Regions from separate parts of the Anas platyrhynchos genome. Here region 2 is linked to region 1. The links are chromatin contacts, called in public Hi-C maps. All regions are on one chromosome and are shown on one strand. The core of a region is the stretch at or near the end of the contact, and the rest is flanking DNA. Distances in the headings are between cores, read along the strand shown. Region 1 overlaps LOC140001805 (a long non-coding RNA gene). Region 2 holds the start of ZFAT (zinc finger and AT-hook domain containing).

Region 1 (4,554 bases), core at 1,838-4,337:
AACATCCCTTTTGTTTTTTCTTTCTTGCTAAATCTACCTGAAACTATCTGGGATAAAATCCTGCAGGAACACGTGGTTTCTTGTTGAATTCAAGGTGAATTGTGATCTTCAAAAAGAAGGTGAACCTAATGCTTCAGTTACAAAGCAAAGCCGCTTCTTAAAAAGCCACTTCTTAAATACTCTTCTCCTCTGTTGTCACTCCACCAGTGTGAGGCAGCCAAATTCCTGCTCACCTGTCCTGGTGAGCACTTGTCTGGCTCTCGGGTTTGTTTGGGGAAAGTTTCCTCCCGAGCACAGGGCCGGGAGGGCTGGCTGGAGGAGAAGTGTGCTGCATTGGAGAGCTCACGTGGAAAGGCTGTGGGAGGAACACAGAAATCTCTCTGGTAGCTTCCCCCATGTGATCTGTGCCGTACCCGTGAAACAATTTCTCATTGTGCTGAAGCCGCGTGGAATACAAGACAAGGAGACCGGCTCTCTGAACAGGAGCAGGTGCAGACGCTCAAAAGCTGAACAAATTCCTGTAAGCGAGTGGTTCGTGCAGAGTTTAAGGAAAATTATTGGCAAAACATCTAAGAGGGACTTAGGTTTTCATTCTGAGTAGGGAATTGAATAATCTCTGCTGCTTTTATCACACAAATCTGGGAATGCGCTGGCTTCTTGTAGTGCTTTTGTTATTTTTTTTGAGGATATGAAATCTGTTTTCAAACCTTGTGCAGAAGCATAGTTTTGTGCATTTTAGCAGACTCGCAGCAGCTGCAAGAGTGTAAAAATTATTGAAAAAAACACCTGTGTGGTGTACATTCAGGATTGCATGGCATTGTATTTTGTTGCTTTATGGATATTTATGTGAATATCCAGGTCCACATATATGTTGTCATTACTCAGTAGCCTTTTCGCTTCGTTGACGTAGACAAAATCTATTCTGGATGCTTAAATCTGCTGAAATGTTTCTAAGAGAGCTGGCTCCTGGAGCAAGTTTCCCACAGGATGCAGTGGGTGTCAGGTCCAAAGGTCAGTGGCAGACAAAGTGAAGTGAAGGCTCTTCTGGATTTATTTTCCTGGTTTCTTTTTTGGGGGGAAGAAGTTTCTTTTTGTAAAGAGGCGTGGAACTTCTCTTTGTTACTTCCGATGTTTCCAGATGCTAATAGGTACGTACAGGTCCCTTCCCACTTAAGACTTTTATTGAAAACTTTTAATTTTTTTAGGAGAGAAAAAAGGAGATCAGCGCAGTTAATATATTCCTGAACTCCTAGCACGGAAGCTGCTGGTGTAAATCATAAAGCCAGATGGAGTTTGAAGCGCCTGTCATGTACAGCGTCGGAAACGAACGTTCCTGATACTAATAAAAGGGCCAGATTGGGACTGCATAATTAATCCCTTTTCAACACATGATAAGGTTTGGCCACGGCAGTCGGAGAGCTGCTGGAGATAACATGAGGCAGAGGATTGTTTGCCTAAAATAAAAATACCTACGTGGTTATTCTTATAAATGTACGTATTTTGGGGTGATTAGTACCCATATTAGGACTCATAGCACTGTTTAAATGGGAGGATAAATGTGAATAGCAGCTGATTTGGGCTTGAATCTATTTCCTGGCTTAAATATCTACATAACTACATTTATATACATGAATTATGGATGTAAATAAATTATATTTAAGACAGGAAATGTATAGCGATTAGTTCTTTGAAGAGTTGCATAGCAAAGCCTGCTCTCCATTGGGGTCTCCTTGAGATGCAGTGACTGGTGAGCCCCGGGGAGCAATCTTGCAATTAAGGTTGTTCAGGGTACGTCTCGGTGACCTGGCAGAAGTGTGCAGGAAGGTGCTAAAAAAAAGTGCTCGTGAGCTGGTACAGTGCCTGTGCTGGAGGCAGCCAGGAGGAGGAGTGGGCAGGTGGTGCAGAACAGGTGAGCGATTGGATTGAGAGCAGGCTGAATAGACTTCGCAGCCGCCTGTGCTGTTTGCATTTGTGGTTTGGTTAAGTGATAGGGATTTTTTTTATGATCTGTGCAAAGGAAAAGTAAAATCCTGAGCTGGCACCGTAGGTAGCGGTGGAAGCATGGCTGCTGGGATGAATGGGATGGTCATCGCTTTAGGAGCTGGGAGAAAACAGGTATAAAACCTGGTTCATACCCTTCACCTGCAAGTTTATTCAGATTACTTTGGCACGTGTAATACAGAGTATTAAGAAAACACTCAAATCGTAGTGCCTGGATAATGCAGATTTGCTGCCTGATGACAGATTGTTCTGCAGAAGTCTAGAGACTGCAAGGCCTGTCTGTGCCACTTCGATTGCTTAATTTACCCAGTTGGTTTGAAAACTCCCTAGACCAGAATACTGCCCGAGTGCGCATTGCCTAGCGCCCTGATCTCTGCCAGATTGTTGCTTGGAGGCACTAGGACAAAGGGATGGCTGTAGGGAGGGATGGTAGATCCCTTAACCCTTAGCGTTGTGCTAGGTGTTATAATAAAAAATATCCAGAAGCAGAAACGCTGTCCCCACCCCTGTTGTTGCTTCAGGAAGTTTATGGTATCAGTTTCTAATACTAATAAGGGCCTGCAGGTGTAAGAGGATCCACTGAGATCCTGGTGATGTGCCTAGCAGTAACTTCAGTAAGGCAACAGCAATCTTGATCTTTCCTTTTAAATATCTGCCTCAATGTTCCTGCTTTTTTTCTTTTTTAGGGATCGATAAGTTACACCAGCTGTGAGCTGGTCCAACTGGAGAATGCCCTACTAACAAAAGGGCATTGCTCTGTCTAAGCTGGCACTTAGCAGGAGCACAAGCCTTGCAGATTACTTGGTACAGATAAGTTTTCTATGATTGAAGTTACTCTTCTTGGAATATCAGTTTGCTCCTTGGATGCTGTCGTCTTACAATGCCTTGGTCTGAATGATGCCAGTTAAGAGCTTGACTGCACGGGAGGGCAGAAGGTCTCCGTTTCTGCAGAACCAAAGGTTAGAGAGATAAAGGAGAAAGATTAAAATATTCACAAGAAATGCCCTAGCTAAGATCTGTTTCCTGTCTGGGGGCATATTGGATCCTGTGGGAATGAGGAAGCTAAACTACTGAAGGGCTGTTAAATTCCGATGTTTCACACTGAATCAACACTGCATTAGATAAGGAAGTGCTATTAATGGCATTTGTAAGAGCGCTGGCATTTCTATAAAGAATATAGAAATAAAACAAGTTAGTCCAAACCAGATCTTTCTGCTGTGTAAGAGCTGTGTGGAGAGTGAACGCTTGAGGCTTGAGATGAGTATAATAAATCAAAATGCCAGATGAACCTCAGAGGACTTTCTCCATCTATTCACTTCATTGTTTTCTTTGCAGATACAGCACAGCTCAGCCAAATGCAGGGTCATCATTGTTCTGGTGCTCAAAGTGTTTTCTAAACGTTTTTGAAGACTGAACTCTTTTCTTTCTGTGCGTTGTCTTAAGCTGTTCAGTGTATTGCTTGGCTTGTTTAACGCACAAACTTGAGGGTTTTTACATGCAGAAGTCACGGTGAGAGCCCACAGTTTGGGGTGAGTAGTGAGATGCGTTGTGTTGTTGTTGATAATCTCCAGAAAGGACTCGAATTTGTACCTTCTGGAAACTACTACTGTTTCCCAAAGCTGATGCTTGGCAACAGCAGATGCCCTGCTGACCCTCTGCGGCTTGGCAGAAAATGCTCCTGTGCGTGTGAGCTTCCTAAGCATACATCCCAGGGTACTGACTGCTCAGGGCTGCTGGCACCGTGTGTTTGCATAAGAGGGAAACAGAGGACAGAGTTGGTTAGTAAAATAGAAATTGGAAGTAAAAGGGGAAATCAGAACAGATGGAGAACTCTGCTCTTGCATTTAATGGTGACCTTTCTAGCTGTTCAGCTGCTGTTACCTGGAATTTCTAAGATGTGTCTCAGATACTGGACATGGAGTGCTTAGAGCAAAAGCTTCATGTCAGTGTTAACTTCGGGTAGCTTTTGGTTAAGTATATTTTTTCTTCTTAGCTTCTTTTCTTTGTTTCTTGTACTTACTGGTGCTTTGGCTGCAGCTGCAGAAGTTGTTCGTGGCTTTTCCTGGAGATGGGCACCTCCATGCTTAAAGGCAGGTTTTTTTTCTTTTTATTCATATTCATGCTGCTGAGTGGTCCATGTTTGACATGCATCATCCTTTTAAAATGTTCTTACAACATCCTCATGTGTACTTAGTGTAATGTGTTTTGTTAACCTCCTGGTTTCCGAGAGCGTGTCTAGCTTCCTGTACAGGGCACATGTCAGCAGTGCTAATAATATATCATAAAACCTACTGATAACTGATCTGATCACGTATGGACCATGCTTATAAATAAATGCAACTCCCAAAGCAGTACATTGAGGGGCAACAACGAGGAAAAACGCTTATCTAAAATTAGTATTTTGGAGACTTAACCATTAAAACTTTTCTGAGTAATCACTTCTAGAAGGATAACTAAGCACATTTTTTTTTTTTTTTTTTTTTTTTTTTTTTTTTTTTGCCAAATCAGGTTAAGACAAGAAACCCAGCTAACTCATTTTTAATATTAGTTTCA
Region 2 (4,781 bases), core at 1,133-3,632, 39 kb after region 1:
GGATATCCATCCTGCTAAAATGTTGCTCTGTCGTTCCGATCAGAGGAGATAAGTTAGCAGAGGAATGGGACCACAGCTCACAAAGAGTTGTCTTTTCCTTCTCTGATGCCTCGTACTTGGGCACCTGATGTAAACACCCACCCACCCACACAAAACCACTTCGTTTCTATATTAGCTCTCTTATGAAAGTCATTCCAGAGAAGCATCTGTGGGTGAACGTTCGTGCAGCACAGATTCTCCAAGACCTTCTGCTAGGGCCTAAGAATGAGGCACCAGCTCGGAGAGGTGACTTTGTTTTACACCATAATTATTTCATTTCCTCACACTTGCCTTCTCATATTCATAAGCACCAGGATGCTTAAACTACTTGTGACACGGAGGATGAGTTCCCATCACGTGGCCTGAGTGTCCTGAGTTTGCCCGACAGGCATATGTGGTGTTTGGATGTGTCTTTTGTGTTGTTTAGGGGTTCCCAGTAGTTTTCATCTTTTGTGCATTCATCTTGCCCCACCACTGTAAGTCATCAGGAACAGTGTGCTTTCCATATGCACTGGTGGCTTAAGTCACAGGGACCCTTCTTCCTTTGGGGTACAGCCTTGTAGTTTGTTATGTCTACTTTCTACATGCAATCTAAGGACATTGGCTTCGATGAATCCTTATCCGTGATGGGATTTTCCTTTTGAGAGAGAAGGCTCCTACAAGAATAAAGTATGGGGTAAAATTGTGAAGCTGGTTGTTAGGATAAAAACCCTAATTCTTTCAATGTCTGGCAGAGGAGGCTAGGAAAAAAAAAATGCAATGCAAAGAGCAAAATTGCAGACATCAGCCCCACCATCTTTAAGGACACGGTGGTAGTACAGAGGCTGTGTCCACAAAGACAAAAAGAGCACTGAGACCGATCGCTCTTGCAACTAAGAATTTTTGAATATTTAAGAATATTTAGAAAATGTGGATCATTGTAGAGCTGTTTTCTAATTAAAAATTGGTCTAAGGAACATATAGGTTTTGAGGCCTTCTACCTATGGCTGAATTTTGCTCATCATAACTCCATGTAAGCAGTGATATTTGTAAGTTATTTTAAAAACAACTTCTCAGTAAATATGTATGCATTATTTCTCTTACAGCAGGAAATTATTTAGGTTTATTACTGGAATTAATGCCAAAATGAATTCTTATCTTCACAAGTTTTGCTCTCTATGCTTAATTGAATACATCCGCAGTATGACAACAACAAAAATCAAATAGAAAATATAATATCATCAATGTTTAGGAAGGATAATGCAATTTCTATGAAGACGTTTGCACTGAAATTAATTACAGTGACAGGCACTATGGAGTTCAATACTAAATTAATTAATATTGAATGCATACAACATTTATGATGATTTAAGAGTGAAGGTGATAAAACTGATATTCGGTGATTATTAGTGTAGAAACAAAGCAGAAAAGCAACAAAATAGAAAAACATGAGGCAAAAGTGTGTGTTTGTGAGTACTCCGACAGAACTTGTTGCATTTTGTCATGGAATCATAGAATCATTAAGATTGGAAAAGCCCTCCAAGGAGGGCCAGCCATCCCCTACCACCAACGTCACCACTAACCCATGTCCCCAGGCACCACGTCCAACCTTTCCTCGAACACCCCCAGGATGGAGATTCCACCACCTCCCTGGGCAACCCGTCCCAGTGCCTGACTGCTCTTTCTGAGCAGAAATGTCTCCTCATTTCCAACCTGAACCTCCCCTGGTGCAACTTGAGGCCATTCCCTCATGGAAGTATCTGTCGTCAGGCTCCTTTCAAGAATAAAAAGCTAAAGAAATAACTTACTACCTAAATAAACACTTTGGAGCTGAGTGAAAAAAAATGAGCGTGTGATTCACCACAGCTAACACATGCTGATGTATGGCTAAGGCATATGCAGAAAATAATAATAAAAAAAAGTGTTGAGGTGCACTTAAAAAAATAAACTTAAAAAACACAGCATGGTAGTAAACAGTACGTGAAACATCCCTGAGAACTAATGTTTATTTACAGATCACTTAATATTGTGGACATTTACGTTAAACTTGTACAACTACGCCCCAGTAGACACGAGGCAGTATTATCAGCCACTGAATTTCCAGTTGGGCCACACGTGTTCTTATAAACTGTTGTGTTTTGGTTTTTTTTTTTGTCACCGCTTTAGAAGTAAATTGTTTAAAAGACGGGAACTGAGGGGAGCCGGGAGCCCGCGCTCCGCCTGAGGGGAGGGCGCGGCGCGCGCCCCGCCCAACGGTCGCCGCTCAGCCGTTGGGCGGGGCGCGCGCGCGTCCCCCCCCCTCCCGCTCCCTCCTTCCCCCCCCCCTCCCTCGGGCCCCGCCCTCTCCCCCTCCCCGCCCGCCGTCGCTGCGGAAGAAGCCGCCGTGTCGGGCGCCGCAGATTCGCCATAACCCGCCGCTCGGCTAAGCCTCACCCCCCCACCACCCACCGCCCCTAAATCCATCAAAATAATTTTATTTATTTATTTATTTTAAAGCAGGGAGGCCCGCGGGGCTCCGTCTCGGAGCGATTTTTATTTATTTTTTATTATTATTATTTGGGTCCTTCCGTTTCCCGACGAGGCCGCGGCGTTGGGGTTTCAGTCAGCTCGCAGACCCCCCCCCCTTACCTCACCTCCCGCCGCCCCCAGCCCCTTTCCCCGCCCGGTGATGGAGGCTGCGGCTGCAGGTGAGCGGGGCCGGGGCCGGGCCGGGCGGGGGAGCGCGCACGGAGCCACTGACAGGGGCCGAGCGCTGAGGGAAGGGGGAAGAAAGTAGTCCCGGCCGCGTACCCCTCCGCGTGTGAAAGTAGTCCCCCGAGGAAGGCGGGCAGCCACCTCCCCTTACCCACTTTTAGCAGCCATCGTGTTGCCGCTGAGGGCAGTGGGGGGCCGGGGATGTTCGAGAAGGGTCGGGGAGCAGCGGGGTGCAGCGCGGAGCAGTGGGGCGGCGGAAGGATAACGCGCTGCTGAGGTGCTGCGGCTCTGAGGGGGCCGCTGGGGGAAGGGGCGGCTGAGGCACGGCGCGTCCTGAAGCGGCCCGGGGCTGCGCTCGGCATCTCCTTGGAGCTGCTGTGCCCCCCGTATTCAGCGGGGTGTGATCGTTAAAGCTGCGTTCTGTCACCTCAGCCCTTCGTGTGTCGGTCAGGGGTTTGTGGGGAATTTACGTGCGGAATCACAGAGACGTTACGAGACCTCTGAGATCATCTGGTGCAACCATCCCCCTGCCACCAGCATCGCCAATAAACCATGTCCCCAAGAAGTGAAGTTGCGCAGAAGTGACAGCCAAAATAATATTGTGTATGTGCTGTCTGCATTTCACAACCCTGTGTTTGTTGTATGGGTTTGTGAGGTGATGTCGCAATGCTTTAATCCCGGTTAATTGCCCTGTAGACTGACATTTGGCTTTCAGCTGTCATTCCTGGAGATGAATTTTTAATTGATATTTAGAATCCCAAATTATTTCTGGCTCGCCTGGACAGTGTTCATAGACAGCATAGCTCAGAATTTTATGCCAGAGAGGGAACAGGAGAATAACTTGAATCTAACCAGTGGAATACCCAACAAGTGTTGTGTTGCTTAAGTACTGTTTTGTAAAAGCATTCCAAGACCACTTTATATTGTCTCAGCAAGAGCAGTCAGGCACCGGGACGGTTTGCCCGAGGAGGTGGTGGAGTCACCATCCCTGGGGGTGTTCAAGGAAAGGTTGGACGTGGTGCTTGGGGACAGGGTTTGGTGGTGACATTGGTGGTAGGGGGATGGCTGGACCAGTTGATCTTGAAGGTGTTTTCCAGCTTTAATTATTCTATGATTCTGTGATTTAGATGGGAAACTAATTCTATTACTAAAAATAATAATTTTTCATTTACTCAAGCACATTTGTCTTAATAAAAGTAGTGTTGTTAGAGTAGTTGAACCCAGAACTGCTGTGAGTGGCCAGTGCCCAATAGGTGCTGCACCCAAAGTGAGCATTTCCTTTGGGTGTGCTTCCAGAAGCCAGGTTCAGAGCATTTCAGCCAGGGCATCCTGAAAGTGATGGCCGAGTGCATCCTCTTCGCTCATTCTCTGAGGTTCCACATGTTTGGGGTATTACAGTACCTTGCCCTAATGTTTTTGTTGGGATTCCTGCAGTATTGCATTTAATCACATGAGGGCGATCTTAGAACGTTAAACAAGACCAAGTCTTTATGGATATGTATCTTTTTAAATGATGGAAAAGCTATTTTGTTTATATATTTGATAAATTGATTATTCAGGTAAGATTCTTCCCTTATTATTTTTTCATACAGAGCCATTTGTGGAGAAAACTTGTTGCCTTTATTAGTGGTCTAAACTTGTTAATAGAAGATCCCTTTTAATCCAGTCCTGAATTTGTATTCTAGGCAACTTAAGTATGTGTAGGTGGTGTCTTCTTTTGAAGAACTTTACAAATACTTCTGGAAAAAAAAAGTTACAGAAAGCTAGCGTGTGTAGAAACTAATAAAAATCTGTATGCTTGTATCTGCCGTCATGGGTTAAACATCAGTAGTTTTAAAGTCAGATTTCTTTTGACAAACCTAGTAATGCAGAGGTTAAATACAGTGCTTTTGGGTTTTGTGAGGATGTGCTTCAGACAAGGAAGAGGGGTAAGAGCCTTGTGCGTTTTCCCTGTTGGGGCAGCTTCATGACGAGGCAGGTTCTGCTTTCTGGTGATATCTTGGACAGCTCTGAAGCAAGTCGATGTAATTTGGAATACTCAGTCTGTTGTAACTCACGTTAACCACCTG

Evidence for each region. A called contact is a pair of places that touch in the nucleus more often than the background predicts.
Region 2: a contact with region 1 is called in a Hi-C map of skeletal muscle, with 2.0 times the contacts expected there. The contact joins the promoter of ZFAT here to the enhancer-like site in region 1. A contact is called at or near these places in 4 of 8 Hi-C or Micro-C datasets (liver, skeletal muscle and subcutaneous adipose tissue).

What each region holds. Positions count from the first base shown.
Region 1 is chr2:7,217,339-7,221,892 of IASCAAS_PekinDuck_T2T, forward strand. All of the region lies in intron 1 of LOC140001805 (a long non-coding RNA gene), which reads left to right. Among named protein-coding and RNA genes, the nearest start is that of ZFAT, 39 kb to the right of the region's middle. Within about 2 kb of position 3,088, at least 1 of the 8 cell types and tissues checked has an H3K27ac peak or open chromatin away from gene starts, as enhancers often do.
Region 2 is chr2:7,256,587-7,261,367 of IASCAAS_PekinDuck_T2T, forward strand. ZFAT (zinc finger and AT-hook domain containing) reads left to right here and starts at 2,383. Exons shown (of 16, transcript XM_038174961.2): 1 at 2,383-2,705. The coding sequence starts at 2,687.